3 separate regions of the Mus musculus genome follow, and regions 2 and 3 are each linked to region 1. Evidence: chromatin contacts called from public HiChIP or PLAC-seq data. All regions are on one chromosome and are shown on one strand. Each heading gives the region's core, a stretch centred on a gene start, on an enhancer-like site or on the middle of the called end of the contact. The rest is flanking DNA. Distances are from core to core; before and after follow the strand shown. Region 1 overlaps Efcab5 (EF-hand calcium binding domain 5). Region 2 overlaps Ssh2 (slingshot protein phosphatase 2). Region 3 holds the start of Coro6 (coronin 6).

Evidence for each region. HiChIP or PLAC-seq counts read pairs in DNA pulled down with a chosen protein or histone mark.
Region 2: a contact with region 1 is called in an H3K27ac HiChIP or PLAC-seq map of acute myeloid leukemia, with 3 times the contacts expected there. The contact joins two enhancer-like sites. A contact is called at or near these places in 2 of 39 promoter capture datasets (liver and stem cell-derived epiblast-like cells), 3 of 15 datasets of contacts at CTCF or cohesin (the NIH/3T3 cell line and large pre-B cells), 6 of 115 datasets of contacts at active chromatin or transcription factors (acute myeloid leukemia, embryonic fibroblasts and embryonic stem cells) and 2 of 9 other capture datasets (macrophages and pancreatic islet).
Region 3: a contact with region 1 is called in a FOXA1 HiChIP or PLAC-seq map of pancreatic cancer cells. The contact joins the promoter of Coro6 here to the enhancer-like site in region 1. A contact is called at or near these places in 2 of 39 promoter capture datasets (embryonic stem cells and liver), 1 of 484 Hi-C or Micro-C datasets (bone marrow-derived macrophages), 3 of 115 datasets of contacts at active chromatin or transcription factors (embryonic forebrain, pancreatic cancer cells and stem cell-derived neural progenitor cells) and 5 of 9 other capture datasets (adipose tissue, embryonic stem cells, liver and 2 more).

The regions. Positions count from the first base shown.
Region 1 is chr11:77,157,848-77,162,845 of GRCm38.p6, forward strand. All of the region lies in intron 2 of Efcab5 (EF-hand calcium binding domain 5), which reads right to left. Among named protein-coding and RNA genes, the nearest start is that of Efcab5, 29 kb to the right of the region's middle. Within about 2 kb of position 2,669, at least 60 of the 459 cell types and tissues checked have an H3K27ac peak or open chromatin away from gene starts, as enhancers often do. A contact at or near this core is called in acute myeloid leukemia, bone marrow-derived macrophages and pancreatic cancer cells, where this site is marked.
Region 2 is chr11:77,441,144-77,445,498 of GRCm38.p6, forward strand. It overlaps Ssh2 (slingshot protein phosphatase 2), which reads left to right. Exons shown (of 15, transcript NM_177710.4): 13 at 715-915. Among named protein-coding and RNA genes, the nearest start is that of Coro6, 21 kb to the right of the region's middle. Within about 2 kb of position 1,623, at least 132 of the 459 cell types and tissues checked have an H3K27ac peak or open chromatin away from gene starts, as enhancers often do. A contact at or near this core is called in acute myeloid leukemia, where this site is marked.
Region 3 is chr11:77,460,964-77,465,306 of GRCm38.p6, forward strand. Coro6 (coronin 6) reads left to right here and starts at 2,948. Exons shown (of 10, transcript NM_139128.2): 1 at 2,948-3,147. The coding sequence starts at 2,950.

The sequences.
Region 1 (4,998 bases), core at 1,419-3,918:
AGAAACTAACTTCATAGTAATTTGTTTTAGCAACAATAAGAAAGAAATAATGTGTGAATTAAATCCTAACAAAGTTCTTACCACTGAAGTTTTTAATAGCTCCATAATTATTGTGTGATTTTGCTCATTTATCTTTATATTTCTAATATATTTCTCTTTTATATATTCTCTTGCAATGTGCTGCCATAAGATTTAAGAGAGCACTATCATCTTTATAAATTGTAAACTTTAAAAATGTTATATTTTATCATTTAGACATATGAAAAATAATTTTAATCTGGGTTTTTAATGTTTAATGTTGAAACCTGCCCAGTTTTGTCCACTTATTTCATTTATCTGCTCTTCCTTTATCAATTCTCTTAATATGTTTTGTCATTCTATATTAGGTGATTTGTTTATAAGACAAATATAGCACCCCACCCTGTCTATGAAAAGTCACAGCCCCTGAGATGGACAAGGTTCTGATTTTAAAACATTTTGGGAATTAGAAAGGGGGTTTATCAAAAGCACACAATGAGTGTCAAGTGTGTCTTATTTTTAAAATGCAAAAAGATCATTCATCTTAAAATTAGAAAGACTGGTTGTTTGGGCTTTTTTTTTTTTTCCTTAAATACATGGTCTTACTCCATAGCCCAGACTGGCCTCTAATTCACAATTCTTCTGCCTCAGCTTCTCAAATACCAAGATTGCAGGCATGCACCACCATGCTCAGCTGAGAGGCTACATTTAAGAGGACATTGTTAAATTCTTACCCTCTCCCTCTCAAGTAAGTAGGGGTCATATTTACAATATTTTTTTGATGATAGTGTTTTCAAAATTTTTTTGAGGATTTGGCGGAAACCTTGGTGGCTCTGAGCACTTGTTCTCTTGCAGAGGGCTGGGTTTCCGTTCTTAGCTCCCACATGGCACCTCACAGCCTTCTGTGACTCTCGTTTCATAGGATCTGTCACCCTCTTCTGGCCTCTAGGGCATCAGACACACATACAAGCAGACAAACATTCATACATAAAAAATAATAAATATTATTTTTTTAAAGATTTATTTATTTATTTATTATATGTAAGTACACTGTAGCTGTCTTCAGACACTCCAGAAGAGGGAGTCAGATCTTGTTACAGATGGTTATGAGCCACCATGTGGTTGCTGGGATTTGAACTCCGGACCTTCGGAAGAGCAGTCAGTGCTCTTACCCACTGAGCCATCTCACCAGCCCTAAATATTATTTTTAAAATTCCAATAATGCTACTTTGGCAATGGTAAAATAGGGGCCTTAGAATAAATTCAGTCTCCAGTGAACAAGAATTAACTAGTCATTTCAGTTTGTAAGGTTAAATTTCATCTCCAAAGAGCTAAAGAGATGAGAAGGTAGTTGTTACTACCAGACCATCACACACACACACACACACACACACACACACACACACACACACACACACTGTCTTACTGCCTCCACCCAAATCCTTATTCATTTGATTCTCTAGTAATTCTGGGAGTGATTAGAAATTTTTATTTCCAAATTGTCATGTCTATTTCTAGCCAAGTTTGTAAAAATAGAAAAGACTTGTTGTTATTGTTGTTGTTCTTACTGTGCTGTCCTCCTGCTTTTACTTGTCTCATAGTAAAGGAGGACTAGGTGATGTATTAAAAACCACATACTCTCAGGGATTTCATGTCAGAGAACACTCCTGTTTCTGGAAAACGTGAATTTATGTGGGTGCTAAACATTTCTATCAAATTCTGTAAAATGTTTCCTTTTCCTCTGGAGACAAACCATGATTCCGATTTTTTTTTTCTCATTTGGAAAATTGGCTACTTGTAACAGAAAAGTTTGTTCCATAAGGAGCTGTATATTTGGCTATCGTTTTAGAAGGAAAACCAAGTTGTATTCTTTATGTTACTTGTTAAAATTATTTTCAAGCTCATCCTAAAAATAAAAACACCTGAGAGCGACGAGCGTGTGGATCTTGAGAGCTCCGAGTGAGCGCGGGAGCCACAGGAAGCACCTTTAAATGACCTCTTGATTCGTTTGCACAAAAATTAACACAAATGTTTCTAAGGTGGAGACTAGCTTTACTTTTTTTTTTTTTTTTTTCCCGAGACAGGGTTTCTCTTGTGTAGCCCTGGCTGTCCTGGAACTCACTTTGTAGACCAGGCTGGCCTCGAACTCAGAAATCTGCCTGCCTCTGCCTCCTGAGTGCTGGGATTAAAGGTGTTCGCCACCATGCCCGGCTTTTTTTTTTTTTTAATTGAGGAAACTTGAGATGGTCATGGTGGCACACACTTTTAATCCCAGAATTTGGGAAGCAGGGGCAAGCAGATCTCTGAGGCCAGCCTGGTCATCAGGGTGCATTCCAGGACACTCAGGACTACACAGAGAGCCCCTGTCTCAAATAAAACAAAACAACCCCCAAAATAATAATAATAAAAGACAAAAAAGTTGAGGAAATTTGAAAAGCACTTAGACTTGGCGATCATACACAATGCCAACAATACATAACGAGCATTTATAGTTCTAACTTAAAGTAAACATCAAAAGGTAGGACAAATATGGAGACTGGGCTCGTGTCCATATTTGTTTCTACTTGTTTCAAGCTGGGGCTTGTCCTAAGTGATCCCATTTTTTAAAAGAGCAGCTTCTTCCGTCTTCAGCACAAACGCTGAGGTAGAATGACTCATGTCTTGTTTGTGCAAGTGAACAACCGTAGCACAAACCACAAGGCACAGCCTGCTAAGCAACCTCTTTATACAATAAAGTATAACAACCTAGGAACTTCAAGTTTAAGTCAGGAACACCCGGATGCATGGGGATATCAAAACCATATCAGAAACACAGACTTATGCACTTATTAAATACGCCAGACGAAAGGATGACGCAACCCCCCCCCCCCTTGGTACTATTAAAGTCATTTTTCCCATCCGGTAAAATGGCCACAGCAGTGTGTTTACCTGTGACCTGGGCTCCAGCTCAAGTGAAGTTTCTCCTGCTAGGGACAAGCAGATTGGTTCAAACTGACCCTAAAACTGCCCTCCCTTCCCCCACCCTGCAGCATTTGACAACTCTGCACCTGCAGTTCATAAAGCTTATCTGACCTCTCCAAAGACAGTTCCTTGAGTCTGAATCAGCTGCCTTCAGTATGGTCTCTCTGTGGACTCTTTACCCATTTGAAGCCTCCTATAATGCTTCCCCCCCTCTGTCTCTGTCTCTGTCTCTGTCTCTCTCTGTCTCTGTCTCTCTTTCTCTCTCTCTCTCTGTCCCTCTCTGTCTGTCTCTTTGTCTCTCTGTCTCTCTCTCTGTCTCTCTCTCTCTGTCTCCGCCTTTTTCTCTCATGTAAAGAACATTATACTTTAATACTCTTAAAAACTGTTAATACTGTTTAACTACTATTAGCAATAGTAATTAAGATTGGAATAAAAGAATCTACTATTGCCAATGACTGTGTCTACCAAGGGAAAACAGTGATATCTGGTGAATTAAGGTAAAAGAAATTGAATTGTCTTTGAATTCATGGCATCACACATTAAATGTGGAAAGACCCCAACGTGCCCATGTTGCTGACATAGCTTGTTCATATTAGAAAAAAATACAAATGACTAGGTCACACAATAAAGTATTTTAACATGAAAATATTTAACTTCTGTTAAAAAAAAAAAAAGTGAGGCTCAGGGAACATAGCTCAGAGGCAGTGACTGCCCAGCATGTGCAATCTCAAGCATTGAAAGAAGAAAAATAATCAAATTGTAGGTTTCTCATTCCTAGCAGTGCTAACTGACTGGGCTCAAGTAGGAGGAGAGCTCTTGTGCATTGCTGGTGGGAGAATAAATCACAGCAATCAACAGCACAACGTGACAGCTGGCACCCAAAACTTTCAGCTCTTCTTTCTTTGACCTAGCCAGTTCCACTTCTGGGACTCCATTCTAAACAAATGACTGGTGCTCTGTCAGGCTCGAGTAACAGTTAGACTAGACATTTCTGGCTACTGAACGGATGTCCTCCTAGTTCTAGAGACTGCACTGTCTGAATTGAAGGCTCAAAGAGTTGACGTCAGATAATGTCTCTTCCTTGGATTGCAGATGGCTACCTTCTTGCTCTGTCCTCACATTGACTTTCCATAGTGTACATGCCCACAACCACACATGTGTGTGCCCCTTTTCCAGAGAGAGAGAGAGAGAGAGAGAGAGAGACAGAGACAGAGACAGAGACAGAGACAGAGACAGAGACAGAGAGAGAATGAGAGAACTTGTTATAAAGCACTGGTCCTAATTCACTCCTAGCTCTGAATATTTTTTTAATACACCCACTTTAGGCCCTAAAGTTTAGGGGTCAGGGACTTAACATATATATTGAGAGGATGAGAGACAGTTTTAAACTGTAAATACAGATTTATATGTAGGTATTGTATAGTTTTATTAGGAGTATGAGACAGTAACTGTCCGTCAATAAACAGATGACTAAGTAAACATAACCACGTAGCAAAGCATTACACTGCCATTAAGATGGTTTAGGGACCAGGCTGGGAAGGAGCGCTTTTCCCTGTTTCTCTAACTTACTTGCAACTAAAACCTCTAGATCCCTGGTTTACAAAAAGCTTTAATCCTGACCATGAAAGCTGAAAGGAAGGTGGCAGGCTGCCTGGGGACCACAGGACCTCAGCCCCTGCATGGTGCTGACTTTTTTGGGCTTCTTTTTGCCTCACCAATGGCCTTCCAAAAGGCCAGTAAGAACAGAAAGAAGCAAGAATTTAAAACCAAGAAAGGTTTGAACTAGCCAAAGGAGTAAAAATGTGACTTGATATTATGATCTGAGGAACAAACATATCACAGTGTTAACAGTGGATATAAGCTGGTAATAGAATTACAGACTTAACATTTTTCTCTTTACCTTTTTGTTTGTGATGTTCTAAAATAAGCCCATATTACTTTCTTAGTTAGATATACTTCATATATGGTTAAAATTCATATTACTTTATAATTAAACATAAGAGCATCTTCTAAATTGCT
Region 2 (4,355 bases), core at 373-2,872, 280 kb after region 1:
TGCTTTCCTCCCGGGACAGAGCCCTTCCTGGGAACTTAACTAGAAATAACTCTATTAGCACAAATCAGATGATGAGTCATTACCACACCTTAACTCCGGAGCCTGAGGGCTGTGAGGGACGCGGCCCCCACCACACAGGAATGAGCTCCTCCCTACACTGGGACGTTCAGTGTGCTACAACATTGAATTTTAATTGTCTGTTTCTCTAATTCCCGCCTACCCTTTAGTATAGAAGTTGTGTGTTAACTTAAGTTTGTGTCTAGCACCTAGTACATTAACTTATATATGGTAAATACTTGATAAATCTTTACTGAGTGGATTAATAGGCTTAATATTAAAAGTGAAAAAAAGAGAGTTCAGCAGTGGTGGCGCCACACCTTTAATCCTAGCACTGGGGAGGAAGAGGCAGGTGAATGTATGGGTTCAAGGCCAGACTGGTCTACAGGGTTTGTTCATTCCGGGACAGCCAGGGCTACTAAGATTAATCTTGTCTCAAAAAACAGACAGACAAATATTATTTAAGAGTACAGTTAAAGCTGCCTACTTAATCCTCATATTTGATCATAGAGGCACATGGATGTACCAAGATGAGAACATTGCATAGCAAAAAAAAAAAAAAAAAAAAAAAAGGAATGGGAGGGCAATACAGGAACCTGAACCCCAGCTCTTACACTGTACTATCAGCGTCCTTTTTCACTTCACTTTCCCAACTAGGAAACATGGATCTAAATGTCTTGTGCACTGCAAAATGGGGGTGAGTCGCTCAGCCTCCACTGTGATTGCCTATGCAATGAAGGAGTATGGATGGAATCTGGATCGAGCCTATGACTATGTGAAGGAAAGACGAACGGTGACCAAGCCTAACCCCAGCTTCATGAGACAACTGGAAGAATACCAAGGGATCTTGCTGGCCAGGTGGGTTGTGAGTGGCTTTCTTTGCCTCTCATTCCATTACCTTTCAGAGTTAAAAAATCTCCTTCAGCTACTCTTGCATCATATGGTAAATGACTTGAGAATCAACTTCTTGAGCTGTCACAGGCTGAAATCCTCTGGCTTGATAGACTTGGTTTGCTTCCCTGTGAACAGTTCTAGGCTGTGTTTTTAGAGCAATAGCACAGCTGTCTAAAAGCAGTTGCAGCTGGTGCCAGGGTTTGACTCCAGCAAGTCTCATGACTTGATCTTGACTCTCAAATCTGGGCTATGTTTCCACAGAACAAAATGTTAAATAGCCTTCCAGCCTATCCACGCAGAGGGGCCACCCTCCAGCCCCAAAGAATTGTGAAAATGTGACCACAGCATAGCATTATGGTTTCCACTAACAGCCCTCCCTCCCATTTACTCAGCATTTGGAATGATTTCATCTGAGCCTCTGTCTTGAGAAGCTGGGAAATACCCAATCCTCTGTTTCACAGAAGTTCCAGGTCTCTAGCACCAACTCTGATGATACTTTCACATTAAATCAGAGGATAGGGCACGGGGGTTCTTTTTGGCACAAGGAAAAGGTACCTAAGCATTTGAGGAGAACATAAATATTACATGTTCCCAGACACACACATAACGGATGTTAGGCAATGTCCTCATGTGACCTCCTGAGAGGAAGGACGCTACGTGTCCTGCCAACTTCAGTATTTATTCTGGAGCCCCAGGCTACTGCAAGCTGTTGGGTTGGTTTCCCTTCCCCAGTATACCTCCCCCAATATGTGGTTTTTCTTAGATGTTAAAGGAATCTCAGGAAAAAAATTTAAATGAGGATATGAAGGGCAGCATAAACCAGAATATCACACTTCCTCTTTCCTTTTCCTTTCCTTTTCTGTTCCATCCCGACTTCCTGAGCCTGATTCATAAAGGGAGGGCAAACTCCAGACAGGAAAAAACACAGAATTTGCATCATTAGATCTGGTTTCTGTTCCTAGTTCACCCGTATGCTGCAACCTTCAGAAGTTACTTGGTGTTTCTAGTCCCCACTTGACCCCCATCTGTAAAATTAAAACATCAATATGAAGTTTAGAGTTAGAGAAGGCAATATGCAGTGCCTTTAACTCCAGCACTTGGATACATGCAGTTCTCTGTAGGTTCAAGGCCAGCCTGGTATACATATCAAACTCTAGGACAGAAAGGACCACATAGAGAGACCCTGTCTGTAGATCTCTGTTTACTGTTTTGTTTTTGGTTTCTTGGGTTTTTTTTTTTTTTCATAAAATAACACATTTTGGTTTTTTTAAAGACAGGCTATCACATACCCTAAGCTAGCCTTGAACCTACTATGTAGTCAAAGCACCTAAGCCTCCTGCCTCATCTCCCAAGTGTTTAAGTCATTCTTTATATATATATACCACTATGTGTTAAAGGTTGTTTCTCATCATTTCTTCTCTCCATGATTACCAAAAAAGCATACATTCATATATGTTCTTTTTTTCCTTCTCCACTGACATTAACCTGCCTCCAACCATCACAGTCATACCAACTCCCCAGAAAAATGGCATGAAAAGTATCTCTGGAATCTCTTGTGTTGTGATGTCCAGGTTAGGGATATCATTTAGGCCACTTTTGACCGCCAGGACTGCTCATAAAGAATGTTCTAGAACCAAATCCAACTAAGCCTCACTGTCCCTCCATTTCACTGGTGTCACCTGTGTGGAGTGGTCTACAGAGGAAGGGGGAACTCTCTGAAAGGCAGTTAGACAGAGACAACTTCCAAAGTTTGGTTGTTCCTTAATAGTATTTTTTTCTGGATCTTGTTTTCACATCATAGGAAACACATGGTGGCTCTCAGAGAGTAAGAGTTGTGATCCCAGCATCCTCTAACTGTAGTTACACAGAGCAGCGCTGGGTACTTGGCTGGTTGTGCCAGCTGTTGTCTGTTGGAGGGAGCTTCTTGGTGCAGTGACCTCTGAGTAACCTATTTCTATAGTAACATCTCAGTTGATTACAGTCTTAGTGAGAGCATGAGGGCCACAGCAATATGTCAGAAATGCAAAGAACTTCTTACATCTCTCAAAATATCATTGGTAGCTTAGAAAAGGCTGGTTTACTCTTCCTCTTGAAGACCTAAGAAGGATGGTATAATTAAACTGTTGGTATTTTTCATGTTGTATTTTTTTTCTGTTTTAATAGTTGTGGGGTGGTAGCAAGAAGAGCGAGTTATAAAGCTCTTCCTGCTACCACAAGCATCTGCCAGATTTATGCTCTATCAGACAGGTTCAAATTTCAAGCAGACCATTTGCAAGTTGAACCATGTGTCTTTGGTATTAGGTTCCAGTGTAAAGGGGACAGGAGGAAAACTAGGGAGGAAAGCTAGAGAGAATTTGTATGTCATGTCCTCAGACATGTCCACTTTGGTTATGAGGGCCAGAGATAGCAGGGCTCTCTTCTTATCCTGGTTTTCTGGTGGAGAGCAGTCTAGTTAGACATAGCTGTCAGCCCAGAGCAAGGAGCCTGAAATGAAAGGACATGGATTTCTGGTCCCATGACAGCCAAGCCTAGTTGTGGCTTAAAAGGATTTTTTAAAATAGCTTTCTGGCTAAATAATTGAAAATATCCAGGACCATGCACAACTCATGGAAGTGCCAACACTGCTTTCCTAGTCCCCTAGAAGGTAACCACGGCCAACCTCAGTCTCCTAGCCCTACACTTCTAGCAATACTTTCTTCTGTATACATTTCTTAAAGAGTTGATGCTATTACCTAACATGTAGCAAGAAAGCAGAAGGAAGAGAATAGAATGTCTTATATATCTTATCAATTACATTTTTTCTGCTCATCTAATAAATAAGAAAACTAAACTGTTTCCCAGAGTAGCCTAGTCATATGTGTGCCTGTGTTTACATGATTCCAAATTCAGGTCAGGGGCCACTCGAAGGAGGGGAGATCTGAGGCGTGGTTGCATCATCTAGGCCATAAGCCAACTCTGAAGTTCCTTTTTGGCAGCTTGTTTATTTACTTGCCTGCCTAGAATGGGAGGTGGGGGTCAGCTGGATTAGAAATTACCAGTTTAAAATAATAGATATGATCTACTGTTGTGTGCCAAGTACTGTCCATGTCAAAGCATTAGAATACACCAGGCAGAGCCTAACTGAAAAGCAATCTAGTGTTCCCAGCAAACCAGTGATGCACACATGCCCCATGACCCATATATTACACTCTATTGCATGACACCTCTGAGAGACTGAAGTCTTAGCAGCTACAAGAATGTCCCTGGCAATGTTTATAGTAGCTAAGACTATTTGTCAACCATATGGACAAACTAATTGTGAAACATTTATTTCACTTTATGAAAATAAATTTACATACAGTGATGGAGCTTGAAAACATTTTAGCCAAAATAATGTTTTATGGTCGGGTGTGGTGGGCATGCCC
Region 3 (4,343 bases), core at 1,698-4,197, 300 kb after region 1:
CTCTGAGTCGGCCAAGTGAGTGGCGCATTGCTATTCTCCAGTGGGGATACATGATGTGAAGGTATGGTCACCTCACAAAATATTCTAGGAGTCCTTGGAATATTGACCAACTAAATATGTTCAGTCTTGGCTTTGTAGCCAAAGCAAATGAACCAAATTAGTCTCAGTTGCCAGGTCTTGTTCAGGAAATGAGTTTGAGAAACAAAATTCCTGTTAGCCTCATGGATTGCAGTACAGGACCCACTGACAGTTCTATGGGAGAACCAAGCCCAGTGGCTTCTTTGCCTGACTGGTGTTTTGTTTTAACTTTGTGTGTGTGGAAATTTTTCCTGCATGTTGGTGCAACACATGTGTGTCTGGTACCCATGGAAGCTATTGAGATATTGGATTCCCCAGAACTGGCGTTAGAGATGGTTGTAAGCTGCTTTGTGGGTTCTGAGAACTGAACTTGGGTTACTAGAATGTGCCCCCAGAACGATATGAGCTAACCATGTACCTGGAATCTTAAAGACTCCATCCCTCTTTGTGGTTATGCACACATAGAAACCACAAATCTTCTGTGTAGCACTAACAATTTCTGGTTCTGTTCCTCTACAAGCCACTAATTGCCTAAACCCCTTCTGAGAAACAAGCCTATAGACACCCACATGCTCATGGGTGCGCACTCTCTCTCTCTCTCTCTCTCTCTCTCTCTCTCTCTCTCTCTCTCACACACACACACACACACACACACACACACACACACACACACACACACTGGTCTCTGGAAAACTGCACTACTGAGTCTATGTGCTGCCTGAAACTGGCCTCATACTGCCCTTCAGAACCTAAGATGGGAGGGAAGAAATCAAGAGCTCATGGGCAAGCATTGAATAAACAGCAACTCAAGAAACTGGCTGTATTTTATCTTCTTGACCTTGAACACTACTCAAGACTGGGTCTTGGGGGTGAGGAATTCTGCCCTAAAATAAAGGGATCATCTCAAAGACCAGAAGGCTAAACATCTTCAGAGTTGGTCTCTCTGACCTCTAAAATATGGCCAAATATCTGTGCCAACATCTTCCCCTTGAACCCAGTGCTGGGAGTTAGTTTACTTTTCTCTGCCTGGCTTAAGCTGTGGCTCATAGAACCTTCTAATAGGGATGAAATGCCCATACCGGTGCCAAAGTTTTAAGTTCTCAAACAATCGCCATCGATGTTAATAACAGCGGTAGCCTCATCAATTGCCCTGGGTCAACGTAGACCCTCATCAAGCTACTGAGACGATTCCCCCAGAGTATCTTCTGAGGCCTCTTCGCGGCGGGTCGTGGCTGTTGGGGACAACCCCGCCCGCTGGGAACGACTAAATTAGCTGCGCGATTGCGGCAGGAATGCGGCGCGCAGGCACCTGATCTCGCGCGGTGGCTCCCATTCTCCGTGTCTCTCTTTGGACCAAGCGCCTCCCGAACCTGTATGCGAGGGACGGTGGCAGACACGAGGCACGAACACCCCGCCAGCGCACGCACACTTACTTTTCCCTTTTTACAGCGGAGTTGAGACGCCCGCCGGACTTTCGCGCGCTGGACAGGGCGTAGCCGCTCTGGCCTGGCCCTGCCCCCGTCCGGCCCCGCCCCCTCAGGTTGATGGCAGCAGCAGCTGGGACTGCAGCGGAGCCCGCAGCCGAGAGCCGCAGGCAGCGGCCGGAACACCCTGGCCCGGACGCACGGACGCCGCCTCCTCGGCCCTTCGCATACCCCGGCCCGCTCCGCAGAGGAGTCGCAGCGTGAGCACCCCCGCCCGGCTTAGGACCAGGTACCCCCCTCCCTGCCTCCGCCACCGCAGCCAACGGCGCGGGCGGGGTCTCTGGAGGGGGCAGAGGTCTGCGCCCCCCCCCCCCCCCGCCGCTAAATTCAGTTCGTCAGGGCGGACTTGGTGTCTATATTTGGCCGGACAGCGGCTGGCGAGGAGACACCTAGTCTCACAGGAACGCACTGCCGGGGCAGGAGGCTGGAGGAGGGGGCGAGTAGGCCGGCCTTCAGGCCTGGGGCTACAGAAGTGGTTTGAAGGGCACAAGGATGCCCGGGCAGGGGAGGGGCAGGAAGCAGTTGGCCTTTGGGAGAACCTGCTGTGTCCCCTTGGGAAAAGTAGCAAGCATTGCTAAGCTCCTAGCTCCAGAAGCCGAAGTCGTAGAACCAGAAAGAGGACCTCACCTCCTCCCTGGTTGCACATCTGGTCCTTGCAGGTGGGGTCGAGGGCCCCCACCCTCAAGAGAACGGACTAGCCAGCCCAGGCATCGCACCCAAGAGGCTGGACCAAAGTATGATATTTGTGTCAGATGACCATAGCCAGGACTCCCCCACCCCACCCCATCCGGAGAAATCAGTGCATGGGGAAATAGACAGAAGGAAGATCGCCCTACTCCCACATACCCCACACCACCGGAGGAATCTTTTAAAAAGAGTAGGAAGCAGGGCTAACAAAAGGACCTCTTCTCTTGGCCAAGCTGTAGAAAAAGACACACCGGCTTGAACTCAGCGATGTGAATATGGGATCTTGAGGGCTGCAGTCCTACCTAGCCTTGAGCTACGGTCCACTGACTAAAAGAGAAGGTGTTGGGTGGGGAGCCTTTCAGAGAGACAAACACTTGCAAAGAGGTCTCATACATGACTAGCAGCATGAGGGGACCCCCTGATATTCCTCCTCAAAACATTAGGTCTTGGAGGAAGTTTCAGCCCTGTGTCAGCCTCTGCTATCCCGGCTAGCCTGTGTGTCTAAGAAGCGGTGAGATTCCCCATCCTTGTCCCTCATATTAAACAACATGAGACAGATGTCAAAAACCAGCCTCCAACTTTGGTCACTTTGAAGATCCTGGCCAGATAATCCTACTCACTCACTCCTCCCTTCCACAGCTCGCAGGATTAAGGACCAACGTGCCTCTAGACTCTGATACTCCCTATCTTTGCCCCAGCCATGAGCCGGCGTGTTGTTCGGCAGAGCAAGTTCCGCCACGTGTTTGGTCAGGCAGCAAAGGCTGACCAGGCCTATGAGGACATCCGGGTATCCAAGGTCACATGGGACAGCGCCTTCTGTGCCGTCAACCCCAAATTTCTAGCCATTATTGTGGAGGCTGGAGGTGGAGGTGCCTTCATTGTCCTGCCTCTGGCCAAGGTGAGGGGTGAGGGGAAGAAAGCAATTGGGAGGGCACTGGCTAGGGTCTCTGGGATATATCCCACACTAGCCTTTTCTCACTGAAGTCCAGGCCTCCAGAAGGGCAGTCTGTGTGGACTGGGTACTCTGTCTTTGCCAAACCCACAAAGAATGGTGGAGAACAGCAACATCAGCGTGACCTGTGCGCCCGATCTCTAGGCCACAGAGCACTGTGTTCCTAGCAGAAACCAAGATGGGTGTTAGTGATGGAGATGGTTGGGATACAGCAGACCAAGGTCCAGTCAGACTCTAACCTTATCTTTACCTAGTGTCAGAGAAAGGCAGAGTCAGAGAGATGGAGAGAGACACACAGACACACACAGAAACAGAGAGAGACAGAGATACAGAGAGAGAGAGAGAGAGAGAGAGAGAGAGAGAGAGAGAGAGAGAGAGAGAGAGAGGTGTTCAGACTCTGATCCTGGGAGTGGGATGAAACTAAAAAGAGAAGTTACAATAGTCAGAGCCTTCCCTCCCCTGCACATGAGGGAAAGGGCCAGGCACTGACTGCCACCTTTGCAGACACGTAGCCATCTGTACCCCAGGAGAGATACCCCAAAGCATAACCTTGACCTAGATACTGAGCCCTATACCTTGCTAAAGAAGACCTCACAAGTGGTGGGGTCAGGACAGGCCTGACAATAGCCTATGACTCACGCTGGACAATGCAGACACCATCCAGAGACAGCATCCCAAGGGCTCACATTTCAGCCCGAGCCACCTCCTCCCCCAGTGTGACTGCCATGTCAATGGCATTTAGTCACCCTCTCTCCCAGACTATGTGCTTTGGGCCAATGCCAACCCCTGCAGAGTCTTCAGAGCTCCCACAACTTACTCATGAAGACAAAAAGAAAGACGAGTGCCAGCCCCTGGTAAGGGACACTCAGCACCAAGACTGCGTGCTGCCTATGACTCCAAGGTGAAACCAAGGGAGAGGTCTGCCCCAGGGGCTAAGCCACTGCCGTCAGAGTCACTCACTCAGACCTCTCTCTCCAGGGGCTTGCCAAAGGTCCTCCAACTTGGGGGACAGGTTCAAGCACATCCTCCTCACAGGGCATGTGGGTTCACGCCCATGAGCCCAGCACTGGGAAGACCGAGGCAAGATCAGCCTAGGCTAATCAACATAATGAGACCTTAACTTGAGTCTGGGTTCCGTGTCC